Regions from separate parts of the Xenopus tropicalis genome. Here region 1 is linked to region 2. Evidence: chromatin contacts called from public Hi-C data. All regions are on one chromosome and are shown on one strand. The core of a region is the stretch at or near the end of the contact, and the rest is flanking DNA. Distances in the headings are between cores, read along the strand shown. Region 1 holds the start of hypk (huntingtin interacting protein K). Region 2 holds the start of serf2 (small EDRK-rich factor 2).

What was found. Hi-C and Micro-C count contacts between places; a contact is called where the count stands out from the background.
Region 1: a Hi-C map of brain shows a contact between it and region 2, with 2.2 times the contacts expected there. The contact joins the promoter of hypk here to the promoter of serf2 in region 2. A contact is called at or near these places in 2 of 5 Hi-C or Micro-C datasets (brain and neurula embryo).

Annotation. Positions count from the first base shown.
Region 1 is chr3:107,674,821-107,678,800 of UCB_Xtro_10.0, reverse strand. hypk (huntingtin interacting protein K) reads right to left here and starts at 2,554. Exons shown (of 4, transcript NM_001127003.1): 1 at 2,386-2,554; 2 at 1,642-1,697; 3 at 957-1,008; 4 at 224-558. The coding sequence starts at 2,547. The coding sequence ends at 463.
Region 2 is chr3:107,536,569-107,540,771 of UCB_Xtro_10.0, reverse strand. It overlaps serf2 (small EDRK-rich factor 2), which reads right to left and starts at 2,532. Exons shown (of 3, transcript XM_004912639.1): 1 at 2,397-2,532. The coding sequence starts at 2,403.

The DNA.
Region 1 (3,980 bases), core at 1,305-3,804, 140 kb before region 2:
ATTATGGGAGAAATCTGTGTGCCTCCATGTGGTCTGATACTCTTGGGGACAATACACTTAGGTCTTCTATGTTTATGTCTGGGATAAAAATAAGTAAAACACTACAGTTACTGTTAAAAAACACCACAATTAATGATAATTATGGCAATGAATTCGATCACATACATACTATTTCAGAGATGTGTACACGGCATGGCCAGTTAAAGCAGCACTCAGAATCGTATTTAGAAAGATGGTGTTTATTCTAAATAAATTAGTACACTTACTGTTGGCTTCAGTATTTGGAAATGGAGCCCTGAATAATGCATTATTTTTAATATGTCCAAATAATCATGCTAAGAAGGAAAACAGCACTGTTTAATGTCCTAATAAAGTCCACAACTCTTAATGAAAGTATAAAATCTTTTCAGTTCTAAGTAAATTTTCTTCAACAAGATAAAAATCCGTGCAGCATCCAGAAGATCAGTTGGTCAAAGCAATCAGCGCCTCTACTACATTCCCCATGTGTTCCCGCAAGCTTCTTTCTGCTGCTGTTCGAGGGATTTCCATTTCATTCATCTGAAAATGAAAATATTCTCATTTTATAACTAAGTCATAACTATAATGCTCTGTTTAAGAACAAATCATTTTTCAGTAGAGGCCTCCAATGCAAGACTAGTGTTACCATATCTGCATACAGCAGCCACCAATACTCTCCAGTTTATCCAGCACTCTCTTCTACTGGTTCTTCCACCCCCACCTTAATGCCAGCTAATAGTAAATACACAATTGATCTAATCTCGATTCCAATTACAGCCTGGCGAGAGAGAAAAGTTGGCCTGAGGATATGGCCAAACTACACATGATCCACTGGCCAGTTTTGCTAGGTAATATTCTTGCACGTTACAATTTCAATCCTGATACTTCTGACTATACCACAGTCACTGGCTCCTGCCCAGATCACTATCCATACTTACAATAAGCTCCACGTCTTCTTTCTTGATTGTTACTTTGGCCAGCTCCTTTTCTCTGAAAAAATAGAAGCTTGATTAGCTATTGTATTTATAAAAATTATTGCGATTTCAACGGAACCGAGTAGGCAGCTTCTGAGCAGATAGATCAAAAAAATTGTGTTTGAACCATCACTAAAAGAACATTGAGAAGTCTTCATATTTGGTAAAAACCATAACACTCCCAATAAACCTCAAAAGTAGTAGCGACACTCTATTCAACAGACTGCTGCATAATTTTTGGATAATCAGTGTACTAGTGACACAGGCTAAAAGGCCACCAGTGGACAACTATCCTTGCCAGAATCTACAGTACAGCAGAGGTTGCTTACTACAAAGCCACAGGAGTCATTAGCTTTCATTATATTACTCCTAACAAGATCTATTATGGCATGGGTACCAAGTATGTGGCACAATTTAAAGCCTCTCCAATGTGTTTCAGTCACACTGAGCCTTTGACACTACTACATGATCCCGCAGCTTACTGACAGCAACCAGATGCTAAACAGTCCATATCTGTTGAACCCATTAGTAATGACACTGCCCAGTAATACTCTACTTTATAAAACTCCATTCTACATTTTAAATGAGACCTGATTACAATGCAATGGAAAGGGCCAGTATAAAATGTTGTATATGGTATTGCAATTACCTCTCCTGTTTTGCTTTCTGTTCTCTTGATCTTCTGTCTCCAATCACTGACATGGCCTGCACAAAAGACAGGTGAGATTAGAATACCAGTCTTGGAACACAGAGTTCTTTCTTCATAAGCAGTCATTCAAAATGTATGAACAATGTTTCAATACAGTTAAAGGGAAAGCAGTGTTGAATTCTCACTCACTTTGTTGCCCCTGGTAACTTTATTTAAGTTCGGCCTTAAGTCTAGCACACCAGTAACCTCTTGTTCCAAATGGACGGGTTTGTTCTAACCTTCCTTCCCCAGAAGTAAAGTAGAATTTAGGAAGCTAATTGCAGCTCTGCTGTAATGCCCACTTACAAGATGGCAGCTGGCTGGCATGATACAGTGCAGCCAGGGCAGGTAACCAGTGAGAGTCAAATGCCAGGCTGGTGTTAGGAGTATATGGGAAACCAATGCAAAGGTTATCTAGTAAGAGCATGTTCCTTCTATATGTGGATGAGTAAATTGCAAGGAAATCATTATTCCTCCTGGCACAGTATTTCCCCTTTAATAATGCCTCTACTCATGTAATGATTGCCCCGCACACCAGCTAAAAGCTGTATCTGCCTGATCTGCCAAGCAAGTATCTTCCACTGTCTTTCTACAATAACCTAACAGTGACAGTAAACATAAGTATTGCTTTATTGCAGCCATCCAGAGCAAACGATCATCAGTCCATGCCCTTTCCAATAACCCAGGCTATTATTTCTCTCTCACCGTCTCCAAGTTGGAGCTCTGAATCTCTTTCTCCTCGGCATAGTCTGTCACTCTCTCCAGATCAGCGGCCCCACTGTCATGTTTGCGCGGTTTGTCGGCAGGACGCTCGCTGCAGTTCTCTTCAGTCTCCAATTCTAACTCAACATCCCCTTCTGCCGCCATCTTTCCCACCTGTACCGGAACACAAGGCAGTAAAACTCGCTTCAATCGCCGCTTCCGGTTTCTTGGCCTATTGCATTCGTCACTTCCGCGATCTCTATCGTTCTTTGGGCAGGGGGCGGGACAACTATGCGTTCCATTAAACCGGAAAAGAAAGTTCTTGCATAAACTTTGCCTTCTCCTGTGCTGAAACGTTAGATTGATTGCTACCGTAGAAACAACGGGGCATCAATGGTGTTTTAAATATTTAGATATTTGTCTAAAGATTTTAAAAGACAAATAATATTTGTAGTTTAGTAGTTTTACTCTGGCATGAGGATTAACAGAATCATTTGTCCAAGAGAATGCTTGTTGGCAATTGGGCACATTTGCGGCAGTCAAAGCTGACAGTTTAATTGATTTCATGCAACTGACTAATGCCGACCTATCAAAACTCCTATGTTTATCAGAAGATATCTGGTCCCACTCCCCATAGTAATAGGGGCCGATTTACTAATCCACGAACGGATCGAAAGTGCCCGAATGCGTTTTTTTCGTAATGATTGGTATTTTGCGATTTTTTCTTCGCTGTCGCGACTTTTTCGTAGCTGCTATGACTTGCGCGAATTGTGACTTTTTCGTAGCCGTCGCGAAAAAATCGGAAAGGTTTGCCCGCCGCTTACTAGCGCTCAATACGAAAAAGTTGCGACAATTCGCGCAAGTCGTAACAGCTACGAAAAAATTGCGACAATTCACGAAAAAGTCACAAAAGGGATGAAAAAAATCGCAAAAAATACAAAAAAGTCACAAAATGTTTGTTTCCAATCCGATTATTCAACTGAAAAGAACCTAAATCCTCCTAAAATGAGCTCAGAGACAGGGAAGGGCAGAGCTGGGGGCTAAACAAGGTGTTGCCCAAACACACCCAAAAGTAAAGACTCGAAAGTTGACGTCTCTGCAGAGGAAAGCTGTTTGTTGGATTATACAGCACCAGGTCAAATAAAATGACTGAATATGAGACAAACTTAAGTATCTTGTAGAATTGCCTATTGTTCATAAACGTGCCCGCTTCGTATTAAAACAATCTCTTTTAAACATGTTTAAAAAAAAAACTGAGTAACTTCTCAGTGATGAGGCTCCATGGAAACTTCTGTGCACTCCTTACTTTGTTGTGTCCACTCACAAAAGCACAGCTAAGAGGGAATATGTAATTCCGTTTTCCATGTTTTGCCAAAATATTGGGCAACTGCACACAACCATAGTTTTTGTGTGTGTTTCATTGTATAATGGGATACTGTTAATAAAACAATTATTCCAAGTAGGAACCTATGTATTGTCCAGATAAATATGCCTGGATGTAGTCCAATTCATAGATCAAATAGTCATGTCAACAAGATCCCACGCAGGACTTATGTTGAATCATAGCAAACACATTTTCTACAAATATATTATGCTAA
Region 2 (4,203 bases), core at 1,283-3,782:
TCCCCCCCACTTCCAGCAGCCGATCAGCAGAACAATGGGAAGGGAGCAAGATAGCAGCTCCCAGTAGATCTCAGAATAGCAACTAATAGTAAGAAATCCAAGTCCGGCTTGGGACTCCTCCAGTTACATGGGAGTAGGAGAAACAATAGGTAACCTGCTGAAAGCAGTTCTAATGTGTCTCCTTCTGAAAGCTCAGACACAATGCACTGAGATGGCGCCTACACACCTATATTACAGCTAAAAAAAAAAATGTTGATTCATGAATAAATGGTTTTAAATAGCTACACAGCAGCTTGTTTATATAGACTATAGTAGGGTTTGTAAAGAAAACACACAACTTTTACCAAAGCAGGTACATAAACTTATTATTATTATTTATATAGGACCATCATTTCCCCAACAAACACCTGATGTCACAGAAAAAAACCCAAAACCACTATATTCAGCCTGTGCTGCAGGAACCATTTCCCCAACTCTCTTGGGCTGACAGAGTGATCCAACGTCTTCCTCGCCTTGTTCTGCCATGAATTAAGGGAGGCTTGAAGTATCTCTTTGGCTTGAAGTCTCTCTGCTGAAGTGAATCTGTGCACCACCCACTAAGGAAAGTATTGGGAGTTCAAAGTGCAGAATCCATCACTTCACAATGGAACAAGATGAGGTAAAGGCTGCATTTCACTGTGAGTCTAAGGAGAGTGGGAATATGGTTTCCTTTCAGTCTGAAGAATTTTGTATGTCTGTGTATAAGTGTACTTACAGCACAGATAGCATTTATGCACCTTTTTTAAATAAACCCAACTGAATGAGCTCATGTCAAAACAATCAAACCAAAACAACCAGCTTACTGAGAAGCCCTCTCTGTAAACAAACCCCTCCCTTCTCCCATTTGCAACCTCTGTTAAAGGACAAGGAAAGGCTAAGTCACTTGGGGGTGCCAAAATGGTAGGCACCCCCAAGTGACTTTAATCGCTTACCTTGTACCCTGGGCTGGTGCCCCTGTTGGGAGAGAACCGCACCAGCCCGGGGTACCTGTAGCGAGCGCTTCCTGCTTCGTTTGGCTGGGACCCCACGACCGGCGCATGTGCAGTAGAGTGAAAAGCCGACTTCTCTGTTAAAGTTCCGCTTTTCACTCTATTGCACATGCGAGTGAACAGGAAGCGCTGCAGCTACCCCGGGCTGGTGCTGTTCTCTCCGAACAGGGGCACCAGCCCAGGGTAAAAGGTAGGTGATTTAAATCACTTGGGGGTGCCTAACATTTTGGCACCCCCAAGTGACTTTGCTTTCCTTCTCCTTTAAACTGGCCATAAACATTCAGATTTTAGTCTTTTTCTGACGAAAGTTCAGAAATCGATCGTATGTTTAAATGCAATGATCTAAGACCAACATTCAGACTTGAATTGTAGGATGAAGTAGTTGGGAGACGCCAATCTTACAAAAGTGACTTTCTGGAAACACACTGTAGGCCCCCCACGGACATTGTCAGATACACAATACATGTGCAGATTTTATTGTTATCCAACCAAAATTTTTTAAGCTCTTCGATCAACTAAACGACCATTCGCCATGGTATGAAAATTATAGGGACAATAATTCCGAAACCACACAGGGTCTGAAAATCATACGAAGCATAGTCTTGTATGATTATATGTGTGCGTGTATGGCCAGCTTTAGGCTTTCAGATAAGCAACAACTCATTGTACAGTGGGTTTGTTAGTGAAGCGATTATCTGGTCTTCCTGTGCTTCTAACAACCACAAGTGAACTGTTATTTTACTTTCAGGATTTGGTGCTTTTAGTGCAAAAAAAAAAATAAATAAGGCGTTTGATTTAGTACCCCAAGGGATCCCTGTACTTACTCTCAGGGCTCCGTACCAAGCCATGGTGCACTACAGAGCTAGTACAGACCCCTAGTACAGGGGAAGGGCAGTGGGGATGGAACTTTTGGGCACAACTCCCAGGCTATATAAGCGCCTATTATTAACATGTATCTATAAACCAGCACAAGAATCCATAAAGACAAATGTAAAGCGCCGGAGCCAAAGAGCAAGGCGGTGCTGCTGGGAGAGAGGACTTTGCCCCAGGGCACAAACATAGAATTAACTCCTGCAGGTCCGGCCGTGTGTCTGTAGGGCAGGGCCCGCCTGTATAAGGCACAATACAGCACTGTATACATGGAGGCCAGTAAGAGTGGGGAGAGGCTGAGATAACAGTCCTTCTTTGCCTTCATTATCTCCACACGCTCCTGGGTAGCCCAGGCCCTGATTGACGTGGCACACAAGGCCGCAGTCTCTAACACGGCCCCAGCCATAGTGCCAGCAAGAGACTACGGAGATTTACTGCAAAAGCTGCACAGTCCTATCTTCTACCTTTCCAAACGCTAGCATTCACTGTCATACTTACGAGTCATCTCTCCGGTGTCCCGTAACCAAGTCGTCTGCCGAGCTCCAACTTCCTCCTCCGTCCGCAGCCGTTCACTCTCAGTCGTGCTCAGTTATTGGCTAATCCTGATCACGTGGCATCAGTGTTTGTCTCGAAACAACTGAGCAATAAGTTCTTTCTACATGTACAATAGCTCCGCCCGTCTTGGCGTTCTAGCCAATTGTTAGTTAGGGGGCGTGTCTACGTGTGTGTTATCACATAGGAGTGGTGGAGTTTGATGTTTTTGTTGTGTCGTTGATAGTGGCTTAGCATGTACACCGTAGTAATGTGAAGAGAAATTCAAATTCAAGCCTTTACCTTTAATATATCTCTCAAAAGTCGAACTTGTAAGTTGTCTGAAAGGTGGCCCGACGATTTAAAGTATATGGTGTGCCCTGGCTAATACAGGCTAAAATGCAATTGCATACCTCCAAATGAAACCTGGGTGAATTATCCAACTTTACCATGAATTCTGTGGAACACAAGGTCAAAATAACACTGAGTGGCTTAATAATAGGTATAGCTACAAATGAAAAAGACCCTGTGATTAAGGGGTGCTGAAATTCAGAGGTCCAATTGTGGCCCTGATGAATGAGCAGGCCGAATGTACTGTATGCTTATCAAACTGGTAAGCAGGGTTGCCAACTTTTCTTAACAGTTTACTTTTTTCCCTATTACTAACATTGACATCAAGTATAATGTTTACTGGCCAGATGGCAACCAAGTTTGGACTGGCCCACCATACCAGGAAAAACATAAAGATTGCAGTGCATGCCTTAGGTAAAAACAATAGGGATTCTACCTCCACCTGACAATTCAGCCCTAAACGCAGATTTTACTCAGGCGCCTTCAACGGTGCCCAACCAAAATCTTTTGTCCCACCCGATTGGTGAGACGGTCGATATCTGATGGGTTTCCGGTGGGCCACCAATCTGACTCTGGTTGCAACCATATTAATGAACTATTAGACATTTTGGGAGTCCGTAAATTGAATATTTAGCGGGGCTCAGTAGCATCTAGTTTCACTGCTGTTCAAGAACTCAGAAGGCTCCTCAAATCATTACCACCTGGATAGTATTTTACTAGACTGAACAGTAAAAACTATGCCTGATGCCAATGTAATTAATTGGGCACCAAAAATTTAGGAAGACCAGTATTTTTTCCAGAAGTAGCAATCCTACTCTGAATCCATTTGGGAATCGGTGGCATTATTTGTAAAGTGAGATACACAATAGTCATCAAACAAAGCTGAACACACTGAAGCAAATCTGCCTGGAAAAATGGGCCAAAATCAGAGTGCTAGGCTGGTATGTATTTAAACCCCAAAGGACTTTAGGCTTTTAAACACTGCTAATATGAGGTCGGAAACAGTAGTGGTCAAAAATTGCTTCCCATATAAATCTATAGGAAACACTGAACAAATGACGTTCATAATTAAATAAATTAAATTAAATTTGTATCTTATTTCATTACTTGAAAATAATAATTAAAAAAAACATAGATTCATACACCTTTCCCACTTTTTTAAAAATAAAATAGCTTAATATTAAAGGAGAACTACAATCAGGCCTGGACTGAGATTCAAAATAGGCCCTGGCATTTTAAGTACACAGAGGCCTAAACAGCCCCCCCACAGGCCCAATAATAGTGACTATTCTTGGCATCTTACAGCAGCCCTTCTGGCATTTGCCAGAATCCATAGATTGCCAGTTCAGGCCTGACTACAATCCAGAAACTGATCAGCTTCTTTCTAGCATGCATATGGATGTTATGCAGCAAGACATGGTGG